Linked DNA regions of Oryctolagus cuniculus: region 1 is linked to region 2. The links are chromatin contacts, called in public Hi-C maps. All regions are on one chromosome and are shown on one strand. Each heading gives the region's core, a stretch centred on a gene start, on an enhancer-like site or on the middle of the called end of the contact. The rest is flanking DNA. Distances are from core to core; before and after follow the strand shown.

Evidence for each region. Hi-C and Micro-C count contacts between places; a contact is called where the count stands out from the background.
Region 1: a Hi-C map of liver shows a contact between it and region 2, with 7 times the contacts expected there. The contact joins the enhancer-like site here to the promoter of PAG1 in region 2. A contact is called at or near these places in 5 of 6 Hi-C or Micro-C datasets (ear pinna, liver, psoas muscle and 2 more).

The regions. Positions count from the first base shown.
Region 1 is chr6:106,779,493-106,786,948 of mOryCun1.1, forward strand. No RefSeq gene overlaps it. Among named protein-coding and RNA genes, the nearest start is that of FABP5, 34 kb to the right of the region's middle. Within about 2 kb of position 2,864, at least 1 of the 8 cell types and tissues checked has an H3K27ac peak or open chromatin away from gene starts, as enhancers often do.
Region 2 is chr6:106,489,263-106,495,855 of mOryCun1.1, forward strand. PAG1 (phosphoprotein membrane anchor with glycosphingolipid microdomains 1) reads right to left here and starts at 3,795. Exons shown (of 6, transcript XM_002710654.5): 1 at 3,663-3,795; 2 at 2,101-2,152. The coding sequence starts at 3,787.

The DNA.
Region 1 (7,456 bases), core at 1,614-4,113, 290 kb after region 2:
ACCGGATTCTGTCCCTGTTGCCCCTCTTCCAGGCCAGCCCTCTGCTGTGGCCCGGGAGTGCAGTGGGGGATGGCCCAGGTTCTTGGGCCCTGCGCCCGCACGGGAGACCAGGAGAAGCACCTAGCTCCTGGCAGCGCCGGCCATAGCTGCCATTTGGGGAGTGAACCAACGGGAGGAAGACCTTTCTCTCTGTCTCTCTCTCTCTCTCACTGTCTAACTCTGCCTATTAAAAAAAAAAAAAAAAAAAAAAAAAAAGATTAGATGTTGCTGTACTTATAACTGTGCAAGTTCAGAGCTGAGCAAAATAGGCCAAAGCTTGGGAAATCAAGTGATGGATGTGAGTATTTCAGAAAAAATTTAGTCTGTAATATATAAAGTTTGGAAGAAGATCAAGTTTATTTAGGCTTTCCATGTGCACTGCCAACAAATGCATTATTGCAATTACACTTGTCTCACTCCAAGTCTTTCTCCACTTCGTATTGAGTGTTCCCATCACAGCAGACAACTCATACTCCGTGTGCATTTTAATGACTTTCTTCATCTTTTTGGAATTTCTCTCTCACATTTTTACACTTCACAATCTTTAACTCCCAGTGTGAATGTCAGCTTCCTATACAAACTCCTTTAGTGTCAACAAGTGGGGATTAATCCTGTGTAGCCCTTGACTCTCTTTTTCTATTAGAGAGCGTTTGACGCAGACAGGCAGGACAGGAGCTACTGAAACCGTCGATAGCGCCGTCACTCAGCTCGAGCCTGAAGTGCCTGCCAGGAGGCTTTGTGTGTGATCTTTGTGTCTTCCTGCCTCTACCCAATGCCCAACACAAAGACCTCACGTACTACATGTTTCATCAGGGCTTGCCGAATGGAAGTGAAAGCTTGGCAAATATCTCAGTGCAACTTTTTACGAAGGTTGAGTGATTCAAAGGGCTATAACGTACATAGGACTAAACTTGACCTAGTGTTTTCAGATGGCAGATTTGGTCCATGATGATGTGCTACAGGTTTTAAAAACCAAGAAGTGTTTTTATAATAATAAGTAATCTATAGTAATATGATTTCATTTAAGATATTTAGAAATTACTAAAAAAATAAAAAATCATAGCTCCATTATTCACATCTTATTAATATTTGATGTACTTTTTCAAGATTTTCTATGCTTTGTTAGCATTCTGCACTGTGATGATTGTCTATTTGCACTCATATATTTTCATTTTAAAATTTAATATATTGTTACTGTTTTCCCATTATACGATGTGTACTTTTAGAACATAATTCTAAAAAGCAGAATCCCACTGAGTCAATGTACACTTAACATGATTATGTTTTAGGCATTCGGCTGTTCCGTATAACAACACAGAATAAATCTTAGGGCATAAAAGTTTTCCTTTCTGGAGAATTAATTTGCTTTCATGAGTCCCAGCAGTATAATTCCTGCTGCCTTTCTTATAGCAAGCACTGATGATGACCTGGAAATTGAATATTGTAATAAGCACAGTCTCCTGCCAAATGGAAGTTACACAGAAAACATTTTTGACATACGATGGCTCCAGCTCACCAGGAGGAACCCTGACTACTCAGAAGTTATTGTAGACGTGAAGAAAGGCTTTGGAAGATTAAGCTGAGTAGGCAGAGAAGGCGTGCTGTTTCCCAAACTATTCTTCGATATTAAATTGTTAATTTGATTTCTGTGTGTGTGTGTGTGTTGTCATTTCATTTTAAAAGTGAAATATGTGGGATGGGTGTTCAGCCTTGCAGTTGAGATGTCTGCATCCTAGTCCCATGTTGGTGAGCCTGAGTTTGACACTTGAACTTGACTCCTATTCCTGCTTCCTACTTCCTGCTAAGGCAGAGGCCCCCCAACCCCCTGGCCCATACCTTGCTCTCTCCCTCTCTCAGCTGCTCACATTTTTTAGAAAAGTGAAATACTCAGATTCAATGTATTTTACCATTGTATCTTTCTTCCACAAAGACTGATTCTTTGGTTCACACATTTAGTCACTTATCCATTTATTCCATTGTTTTACAGATATTCATGCACAGCTACTCTATGCCAGGCACTTCTAGCAGGTATTAGTTAACCCAGAGATTAACACAACACATTGTTAAAATGATTTCATAGCTTAATGAGGAAAGAACAAATAAACACTGCTGATGCCATGCAAAACAAAACTTACTTCAATAGAAATAAAGATGTTATGGTTTTGGGGACACAATGAGGGAATTAGTTCTGTTTGAGGTGACTAAGAAGGCTGCACAGAGGAGTTTATGTTTGAGTCTTAGACGACGGTAGGAATTTGATGGATGGATTTCAGGAGAATTCAACTACTAGTGAGTAATATATTCACGGGCACGAAGAGGGTCAGCAGCCATGGGGAAATTGAGAAACCCTTGTGGCGGAAGGAATGGCTTTCTTGGAAGACAAGAACAGGAAGTCATGCTGGAAAGAATGAGACTGGATGATGACCAGATGTTTCTGTATTCTAGACCAAAAAGTATATATTTTATATGAAAACCTCTCAGGATTTGTTGAAAGTTTTTAATTTTAATTTTTGTTTTTAGCAAGGGAATGACACCAAAATGACAACATTCAGTCATACAGGCTGATGTGTTTCCTATGCATTTTACATGGGAAGTTTTCATGACCACACTATGAGACTAGAGCTGTTTTCTTCAATAAGGTGGAAGAGGAAGGTGAGATTTGAAGAAGTTGAACCAGACCTACACACCTGAGCACTGTTGACTGCACAGCCCAAGCTGTCCACCACTATCATCTACTGACCCCAGAATAATATTTCAGGGAGTCTGCAAAGAGCTGGTTTTCAGTGGAGGGAGAGAGAGCAATCAGAGAGCCAGAGAAGCCATCGCCTGAGTATAGGGCACAGTGCTGAGGACCAGAAGCAGGGAGGACGGTGGCTGAGTGGTTATGGCAGTGACAGCTGCCAAGACATGGACAAACAGGAAATCACTGCAACTCTGGAAAAATAGGTGGATTCACCAAATAAACTAAAAATTTCCCCATGTGTGACACCAGGCCTTTAGTGACTGTCTATCAAAATATCCTTGAGGAAAGTTAGCCACCCTGATTGGTCCTTGATAGTGACATTCCTGCTAAAAATGTGGCATAATGTTTAACTATAAGATTGCTCTTGGTATACAGAAATGACGTTCAAGGAAAATTGCTTATTGTGCCGTCTCTGGCTAGACTCTGAGACACACAAAGATGGATAGGACTCTCTTCTCTCACAATGCTCCTAATCAAGAAGGGCCAATAAAGGGTTGGTGCTGTGGCACACCCTGGCCTGAAGTGCCGGCATCCCATATAGGTGCTGGTTCAAACCCCGGCTGCTCCACTTCCGATCCAGCTTTCTGCTATGGCCTGGGAAAGCAGTAGAAGATGGCTCAAGTCCTTGGGCCCCTGTACCCATGTGGGAGACTCAGAGGAAGCTCCTGGCTCCTGGCTTTGGATTGGCACAGCACCGGCAGTTGTAGCCAACTGGGGAGTGAACCATGGGATGGAAGACCTCTTTCTGTCTCTCTACCTCTTCTCTCTCTGTGTAATTTTGACTTTTAAATAAATAAATAAATCTTTTTTAAAAAAAGAAGGGCCAGCAAGGCCAGTAAAAATGGGCATGACACTGACAAGACACACCCTGCCTCCGAGGTCCTGGGCATCCTAACCGTGGGGAGGGTGAGTCCAACTGTGGTGCACGAGCAAAGACCTGGGTGGCTTTGCGGCAGAAGTTTGCATTTCAGCTGAACAAGAAGAGTTTTGAGGGGAGAGGGTGCTGGATTCACATAGGATGAAGATCACTGGGGAAGTTGAGGAGGGCAAGTGTGGGTGCTGTGGAGAAAAGCTGGGCATGATTCAGTGTGGTGGGAGCAGGAGACACTTCTACCTGGGGAACAGGATCCCGAGCAGGCAATTAAAATTACAGAGCAGGGCAAGATGACTGGCGCTGATTTTTTTTTGAAAAGTAACTTACAATGATAGTGAAAGTGAATTCTTTAGATGGAGGAGAATTTTTTTAATTGAGAATCATCAGGGTCATACATTATTCTGGATCTTCACATCTTAACCATCCATACAACCTTTTTTTTTTGTTGTTGCTTGTTTGTTCCATTTTTTAAAAATATTTTATTTGAAAGGCAGAATTACAGAGAGGCAGAGGAAGAGAGAAAAAGAGAGAGAGAGACAGAGACAGAGAGAGAGGTCTTCCATCACTGGTTCACTCCCCAAATGGCCGCACTGACTGGATCTGTGCCAATCCAAAGCCAGGAGCCAGGAGTTTCTTCCAGATCTCCCATGTGGGTACAGGGGCTCAAGGACTTGGGCCATCTTTCACTGCTTTCCCAGGCCATAGCAGAGAACTGGATCAGAAGTGGAGGCACCAGGACTCCGAACCAGCGCCTACATAGGATGTCAGCACTGCAGGCGGCGGCTTTATCTGCTACACCCCAGCACCGGCCCCCATCCATAGAACCTTGATGGTGGGCTGCTGGCACAGTGTAGTTATCCAGGAAGTATTTATGGAATAAACGAATGATTCCTGTCCTTCCCTTAATATGTAGAACGGAGAGGGAGGCTTGCTTTTAAATAAGCATGCCTCTTCCAGAGAGGCAGTCTGAAATAACTGCTAAGAGTAAATGCTGCAGTCAGAAATACTTTCATGCCTATACTTGGGCCGAATTACCAAGCCTCTCTCTTTGGCACTCATTTCCTCATTTTTAATGAGAGCAAAATTAGAATCTACTTAATAAGGTTGTGACATTTCACAAGTGTGGCGTGGAAAGCACTCCACTAACACTGGCTGTCATCCTGGAGATGTGAGAATTCCAGTCTCGTACCCAGAGCAGTTTTCCTAAGCTTCTGGCTCCAGGAGGCCTCTGGAGAGACTGTTCTACCTTCGTTGCACATCTATCCCCCTGCCTTTTAATTTTACTCTTAGCAATGCACAAGCCAAAGAATCATCAATCTAGACAGCACCTCTTTTCCTTGTGCTAACTGATTTAAACCTCTTTCTTACAGCAGGCTTCAGCGGGCATGCTTGCTAGCCGCCGGCAGGACAGCATCAGGCCTGGCAGCATGCTGCCCAAACCATCTGGTCCTTTACCATGAGCCATATGGAACTGAGCCCCCACTTCTTGGGCAAAGCTTAACTCTTTTCTTCTATAGGTTGTCTGTGTGACTGTACTTGCCCATACCATGGAATCAAGCATGGATACAATAACAGTTTCTTTATCTTCCATCCTTGCAAGGAGAGTCAATGACTTAAATTTTATTAGGTGGACTGGAGATCATGCCTCTTAGTCATGTTAAGTAATGATCAAAAAATCCACATCAAGCCCTATGACATCTGCAAACACAAGATAATCCAGAAATCACAGTCTTATAATTCTTTCTCCAATTGTCTACAAAGGGAATAATATTACATTTTCTTTCCTTCTTTCCTCTGATACTTTAAGCTGCAATTATCTTCTGCCAAGCATGGAACAGCAGGTACAGCCATGCTGAAATGATTAGCTCTTAACCAGTGCAGGTTATTAGCTGTGTAGAAAATGAGATGCAAAGTTCCAAGATACAGGTTGGCTCCTGCGGTGATAGTCTCAGGGAGCTTTACAAACATCAGGATGATTTCAAGCTCTCCTTGAAATCTATTGCAAAAATGCTAATTTTGTAAAAGTAGGAGTTTAGGTGAAATCTTCTTGAAAAATAACTTTTGAGAAATTTGTCTAAATCAGTAAGGGTGTAGGTTGCTTATTCAAAGATATCAATGATTTAGAGATTTTTAACAATGGAACAGATGTGAGAGAACGCTGTGTTAGCTGATTTGCAACAAAACCACGAAGTAAAAAGAGGGGCTCTTCAGCTGACTTACTGCCTTCTCCACACTGCTCCACTTTTGTTCCCACTATGGCCTCAAGTCGCTTATAAAGCACATTTTTGTTCATCACAAGAAAATTATATTAAGATCAAACACATTGCTAGAAATTAATTTTAAAATGTCAGGCCCTTAAGATAAAAAATTAACACACTTTACAAAAACATCCCAGAGGAAGAAATAAACAATTAATCTTTATTCTCACTAAGCGATCATTTCCATTTTCCATTCCTTTTCTTGGATAAGGATTTTGTTTCCATAAAACACAAAACATGTTTCGCTCCCATTTTTTTTCCCAGAGCGTTATCAACATACTGCATTTAATTCTTGTTAGCCTTTTCTCTTCCATAGCACTTAACATATATTGTCATATAATGTTGCTATTTGGGTCCAACTTAATGAGTTCAGATCAAAAATTCAATTAATTCTGTCTTGTGCTTCATATGCCCTGTTGTAAGCACAATGCCTGGACCTTCTAGGTATAGAATAAAATAATTTGTGCTGAATGATGTTATAAAGCACATAATTTTCTACAAAACAGACCTCTTTGCAGGAACTCTGGAGTTATTATGGCTAACATACTTAGATCTCACATTTGAGGTCAAAAGATGGTCTTTTTTTTTTTAATTAAAATTTATTTAAAAGGTAGAGTTAGAGAGAGAGAGCGAGCAAGCTCCCATTTTCTGGTTCACTTCCCAAATGGCAGTAATGGCCAAGGCTGGGCCAGGCTAAAACCAGGAACCCAGAACTCCATCCTGGTCTCCCACATGAGTGGCAGGGGCCCAAGCACTAAGGCCATCCTCTGCTGCCTTCCCAGGCACATTAGCAGGGAGCTAGATTGGAAGTGGAGCAGCCAGGTCTTGAACCAGCAACCACATGGAATGCTAACATTACAGGTGGTGATTCAACCAACTGTGACACAATGCCAGCCCCAAAAGAGTTCTTTAAAGTTTTATAATTCTCAACTTTTGTGTTTATAGCACACTTTGAAGTTCTTACATTTTTGGTGGCCCATTTTGTTTTTTTAAAGGTCTGTTTATTTATTTGGAAGGCAGAGTGTCAGAGACAGAGGGAGAAAGAGAGAAAAAGAGATAGAGGGGCCAGCGCTGTGGCCCAGCAGGTTAAAGCCCTGGCCTGCAGCACTGGCATCCCATATGGTCGCTGGCTTGAATCCCGGCTGCTCTACTTCCAATCCAGCTCTCTGCTATGGCCTGGGAAAGCAGTGGAAGATGGCCCAAGTCCTTGGGCCCCTGCACCTGCATGGAAGGCCTGGGGAAGCTCCTGGCTCCTGGCTTTGGATCAGCCCAGTTCTTGTCGTTACAGCCTCTCTCTCTTTCTCTCTCTCTGGCTCTACCTCTCTCTGTAACTGTCTTTCAAATAAATAAAATAAATCTTTTAAGAGAGAGAGAGAGATCTCCCATCTCCTGGCTTTCACTCCACAAATGGTCCCAATAGGTAGGGTGGGGCCAGGTTTGAAAGCAGGAGTCAGGAACCCATCTGGGTCTTCGACACAGGTGGCAAGAGCCCAAACACTTGAGCCACAATCTGTTTCCTTTTCAGGCATATTAACAGGAAGC
Region 2 (6,593 bases), core at 2,545-5,044:
TCAGAGTTACAGAGAGACAGGGAGAAAGAAAGATCTTCTGTCTGCTAGTTCATTCCCCAGATGCCATACTAGCCAGTGCTGTGGCCAGGCCAAAGCTAGGAGCCAGGAGCTTTTTCCAGGTCTCCCACGTGGGTGTAGGGGCCCAAGCATTTGGGCCATCTTCTGCTGCTTTTCCCTGGTGTGTTAGCAGGGAGCTGAATCAGAAGTGGAGCAGTAGGGTTGTGAACTGATGCCCATATGGGATGTTGGCACTGCAGGTGGCGCCTTAACTTGTCATGCCACAGTGCCGATCCATAACCACCATTTCTAATCTCAGCTTTTCCGAGATGGGCAATCTTCAGGCTGTTGAGATTCCAGATCTGAGAAGCTCAGCAGTGAGGGGCCTGTGTGTCTGTGTGTCTGCAGCAATGCCACTGTAGGCTTGCATCTGTGTGTGTGGCCCCCTCTCTCTCACATATACATAATCCTATGAGTGAGGCGGGACGGGGGGGTGGTTAAGGCTGTGATGTGTGAGGAAGAACACACAGAGAGCTGGCTTTGTCTTTTCTGGTGGCTGGGAGAAGCCACAGAGGCGGGATTCCCCATCCCTCCCACCACCCATCCTGGTGCCCTAGATCAGCAATCACTGGCAGCAGGTGGCAGTGGGGACGTGAGTGATGTGGACAACCAGAGGCAGGAATGGGGTGGGAAAAAGCATTAAGGGAGGCGTGGTACTAAAGGGCCCCAGACAGCAGGGTTGGGTTGGGTGCTTGTGTATATGCAGACAGGGAGTGAAGGAAAACCATGGGGTCTCCAGGAGGAACAGGGGGTCCTGACAACTTCCTGCCTGCTTGGGCTAGAAGAACCCTGTGAGTTTCTAGGTCAGGCAGGGTGGTCCTGCATGAGCTCAGACCATGGCTATATGTCTGATGCCTGATCTCACGGCACCCATTTCACTCCTCTGTGCTTCTTTTTCTGGATTCTTCCCCCATCCAGTTTTTGCTTGACCCCGCGAACTAAAGTCCTGAAGAGGACGCACCTTCTGTTTCTAGCAAGACCATGGGGCTCAGGCAGGACTCTATGACTCAGCCTGGCAAACATGAGGGTGCAGGCATCCTCAGCTGCTGGCATTGCTCAGCCACTGATGGGCATGACCCTGAGTTAAAGGACAAGGCTGGATGGGGACAGTCTTAGGCTGCTGCTCACATTGGTGGAGCCCTGGGGATCATCAGGACCCCTAAGATACTGAGGGCTGGGGAAAGTCCAGCAAGGGTAGGCTCTCTTGAGGGTGGTGTGGGTCCAGGGCCTGGTTAGCTTGATGACTAACTGTGTTCTCCCATGATTCACATGTCAAGGTCCTCGGTCCCAGGGCCTCAGGACATGACCTTATTTGGAATTGGCGTCACTGCAGAATGAACATGAGGTCATACTAGAGTCAATGGGTCCTTGTCCCATACATCAGGTATGTTTATAGAAAGCAGAAACTTGATGTAGATATGGAGAGAAGATGATGAAGAAGACAGAGGGAGAACACCACATGATGATGAAGGCAAAGCTGGAGATGACCCACTTACAAACCAAAGGATGACAAAGCTGGCTGGTGAGCCCTCACCGGCCAGGAGCAAGGCTTGTGGAAGACTCACTCTGAAAGTCCCCCAGAAGGAACCAACTCTGCCACCATCTTGGTTCTGGACTTCTGGCCTCCAGAACTGAGAGATGACACACTGGTTATGTAGGCCACTTAGTCTGTGTGTCTCTGTTGGGACGGGCCCAGCAGACTCATGCAGTAGCTGGAGCTGGGCTGAGGCAAAGCATTCACGCCGTAGGATAGGGTAGAACCACCAAGGATCTTTCTGGAAGCAGCACAATTGCCTCCACTTCAGAAACTCCCCTAGCAAGCCTGTGTAACTGCACAGGCCTCTCGCCATGGCGAGTATAAACCTACCCACAGAGAGTGCAGCCATGGCCAGTGCCAGCTGAGTTGTGCTCCAGGTTCCATTTGGGTCATAAGCACGTGGGAACACACCTGGCTAAGTAGCTGATGTTTTAAAGTATACATATGGGCAGACGTGCACATGTGTGCATGTATACACACACACAAACACACACACACGGACTCACCACGTTCATCAGGTTCTCATGGTCTCCACTGTGTTGTCTCGGCTTCTTTTCTCTGAAACAGAAAATAAAACGTTCTAATGTCAAATGTTTCCCCCTAAATCAACTTACACTACCTGTTCCCATCCCAATTCTTATCAACATTTAAGTCTTGATTGTGAAAGGGCCAGCTGAGGCAGAGTTCTGAGTGGAAATGGGTTATGCCTGGGACCCTGGAAGGAGTACCCCACTTTACTTGGAAAACCCAGTGTTCTCATCTACTCCCTGAGAATCTTTGCAGAGTCACACTGCAATGGAATGGAGAAACTAAAGAAAATATGAATTTTGGCACATCAGGAAGTACATGCTCTCGGGATGGGTTCTATCCACTTCCAGTCTCTGGAAAAGTCTGAGGACTACAAATAGAATTTGTTTTCACTCAGGACGGTCTAAAGAAAGCCGTCAGTTGTAGAGAAGCCATTTCCCATCTTGTATAAAGTGAGAGTGACACCTAGTGGTAGACTTAGTAATACAGAGGCCGGCCCTCACACCTTGTGGCCTCTATTACCTGGCCAGTCTTCTTAGGATCAGAGGGTCTGGCTTTTCCTCTGCTAACAGATTCTAGAGTAGGACGCCATATAAGACTTTTAAGTGACACTGTGACACTCTTTCAGTTTCTGCTGAGGTTGACAAGAAAGTCTGGAATAGGGCTGGCCAGCCATTGTCTGGTCTAGGCTGGCTCCCAGCAGAATCTCTTACCCCAGCAAGCTGAATGCCTGTGGGTTTTTTTTTTTTTAAGTTATTTTATTAATCTGAAAGGCAGTGTGTGTGTGTGTGTGTGTGTGTGTGTGTGTATGGGGGGGGGGAGAGAAAGTGTCTTCCATTTGCAACTTCACTCATCAAATACATGCAACAACTGGGGCTGAGCTAGGCTAAAGCCAGGAGTTTGGACCTCATTCCAGGTCCCCTGTGTGCTGACAGGTCTTGGTAAACTTGATAAACTTTCCTTCTTTCTGGGTAAAGATCTCCTTTGTGGGTGGCGACATTTTACAAAAGACAGAGGAGAGGCCGAGGTACGATTCTACAGAAAGACACTGATGACTATTTCATGTCTCTCTTCAAGGATAATGGATGTGTCCTCAAGAAAGCCAAGCTCTACATTACAAATCTTCAGTAATCAATGAGCCTTCCAGAGCTACATCACAACAAGAACTTCTCAAGCAGTGGCAAAAAGGTGTAGTGTACCTCACACTTAGAGTTCAAGTGACAGTAGGTGGAAAAAGACAATGTACATTTTGATAAGGAAAGTGCTTAAAACATCAGGAAGAATTTCATTCTGGGGCACTTCAATGACAAGGGCTCTTCCAGTTGCTGTCCAACAGAATCAAATATGGGCTTTCATTCAATGAACAAAGACTGTCCTGGGACCCTTTGCAGCACGGAGATGTAAGTTAACCTTAACACGTGAGTGTCTGTGAACATCTATGCAGTGCGGTTCTATTCAGACCAGGTTTTCTATCTAAGGCCTCTCCTGCCTATGGTGACACGCTATTTTCAGGTTCTAGTATACGTGCGGTGGTTCTCACCTGTCACAAGTTGAGCACAGAAAGATGAGGAAGCTGATGAGGAAGAAGGTGGCGACAGCGGCCAGAGTTCCCCACAGGATGATCTGTGTCTGTCCACCACTCAGCAGGCTCTCCACGGGTCCCATGGTGGGAGTCAAAATGACACAAACAGGTGGATTCCGTCAGTCCTTCAAAGGTGGCCTCATAGGAGGCAGTGGGCTGTGTCCTCCTGTAGAGAAACCAATGCAGTTGAAAACTACTTCTTGTGTAAAGTTCCAGAATCTTGTTCAGGTTGGGCATCCCTATTCTGAAAATCTGAAATCCCAAATCTGAAACCATCTGGGCACTGACACCACAAGATAACAATTCCACCTCTGACCTCATAGGAGAGGTCATGGCCAGAACAGGCACACTAAGAATATCATACAAAATTATCTTCAGGCTCTGTGTGGAAGGTGCATATGAAACATTGGTGAATTTCCTGTTTAGTCTTGGGTCACTTCCCAGGACATCCCACTATGTATATGCAAATACTTGAAAGTCTGAAAAACATCCCAATGCAAACACATCTGGTCCCATGGATTTTTGGTAAGGGAGCTTCAACCTATAATGAGGCTCCTGTCAAAAGCAAGGCCTGGGAGCAATGTTAGGGAGGTGCTGTAGCAATGAAGAGAGGCTGGAGTGGTTTTTTTTTTTTTTTTTTTTTTTTTTTTTATTTGACAGGTAGAGTTAGACATTGAGACAGAGAGAGACAGAGAGAAAGGTCTTCCTTCCGTTGGTTCACCCCACAAATGGCCGCTACGGCCGGAACCATGCTGATCCGAAGCCTGGAGCCCGGTGCTTCCTCCTGGTTTCCTACGCGGGTGCAGGGCCCAAGCACCTGGGCCATCCTCCACTGCCCTCCCAGGCCACAGCAGAGAGCTGGACTGGAAGAGGAGCAACCGGGACTAGAACCCGGCGCCCCTATGGGATGCCGGTGCCACAGGCGGAGGATTAACCAAGTGAGTCATCTGAGTATAGGAGGCCCAAAGGATCCCCAAGTAGACACAACCAGAAAACAGCCTCAGGGAGACACATAATGTTCAAACTCTCCAAAGCACAATAAGAGAGACAATTCTAAAATTTGTGTGAGAAAAGCACCAGATCACTTTTAATAGACAGCCCAATAACAGGTTTTTCATAAGAAACCCTACAGGGGAGAGAGAATGGAATGAAAACCTCCAAGTTCTGAAAGGAAATAATTGCCAACAAGGAATCTTTTATCTAGTGAAGTCATTTTCCTAAATGAAGAAGAAAGACTTTGCAAGACAAGCTAAAGCTGAGTGCCTTCATCACTACTAGTCCAGCCTTACAAAAGATGCTGAAGGTAGCCTTACGTAATGAGTAATGAGACTGAGTCACTGATCAAAAGTCTCCCCACAAAGAAAAAGCCCAGGACCAGATGGCTTTACTGCTGAATTCTACCAAACTGTTAGGAAGAACTAATAGCAGTTCTTCTCAAACTATTCCAAAAAATTTAAAAAGAGGATATCCTTTCAAATTCATTCTAAGAGGCCAGCTTTGCTGTGATTCCAAAACCAGGCAAGATTACCACAAAAAAATTATAGCCCAGTATCCACCATGAACACAGATGCAAAAATTCTCAACAAAATACTCGTAAATCAAATCCAACACAACACATCAAAAAGGTCATGCATCATGGTCAAGTGAGATTTACCTCAGGAACACAGCAATGGTTCAACATGCAAAGCGATAAGCCTAAGACATCACAGCAAAAGAACGAAGGATAAAAATCATAACTGCAGGTTAAAATGCTGCTTGTGATGCCTGCATCCCACACTGGATGACTCGTTCAAGTCCCAGATACCCTGCCTCTGATTCAGCTTCCTGCTAATGCATAGCCCGGGAGGCAGCAAGTAGACAAGTATGTCCAATCTCACTGCTCTTCTCTTCAAGTTTTATGCAGTGCTATTAGGCAAAAGCAAGAGATAAAATGAATACAAATAGGAAAAGATAAAGTCAAATTATTCTTGTTTGCAGATCAGAGGATGCTACATATAGAGAAACCTAAAGACTCTGCTAAGGGACTATTAGAACATATAAACAAATTCAGTTACCTCACAGCATAGAAAAGCAGCATACAAAAATCAGTAGCATTTTTCTATACCAATAACAAAGGCACCGAGAAAGAGATTTTTTTTTTAAATTTTTGACAGGCAGAGTGGACAGTGAGAGAGAGAGAGACAGAGAGAAAGGTCTTCCTTTTGCTGTTGGTTCACCCTCCAATGGTCGCCGCGGCCGGCGCGCTGCGGCCCGCATCGCGCTGATCTGTAGCCAGGAGCCAGGTGCTTTTCCTGCTCTCCCATGGGGTGCAGGGCCCAAGCACTTGGGCCATCCTCCACTGCCTTCCCGGGCCACAGCAGAGAGCTGGCCTGGAAGAGGGGCAACCGGGACAGAATCCGGCGCCGCAAGGCGGAGGATTAGCCTATTGAGCCACGGCGCTGGCTGAGAAAGAGATTTTAAGAGCAATCCTATTCACAATAGCAATAACAACAAAAATACAATGGAAAAAATTTTACCAAGGATGTGAAGAACTTCTAAATGAAAATTACAAAACACCGATAAAAGAAACTGAAGTTAAATACAAAGTTCCACATTCAGGGAAGAATTAGTATTATTAGAATGTCCATATTACCCAGAGTGATTTACAGATTCAATGTAATTCTCATCAAAATACCAATGACATTCTTCACATCACTAGAGAAAGCAATCCTATAATTCATACAGAAGCACAAAAGACTGACTAACCAAAGCAATAAAGAACAAAAAGAACAAAGCTGGAAGCATCACAATACTGGTTCTGAAAACATTACTACAAACTCTTGGTACTGGCATAAAAACAGGCCAGCAGAACAGAATAGAGAACTCCGAAATTAATCCATACTTCTATAG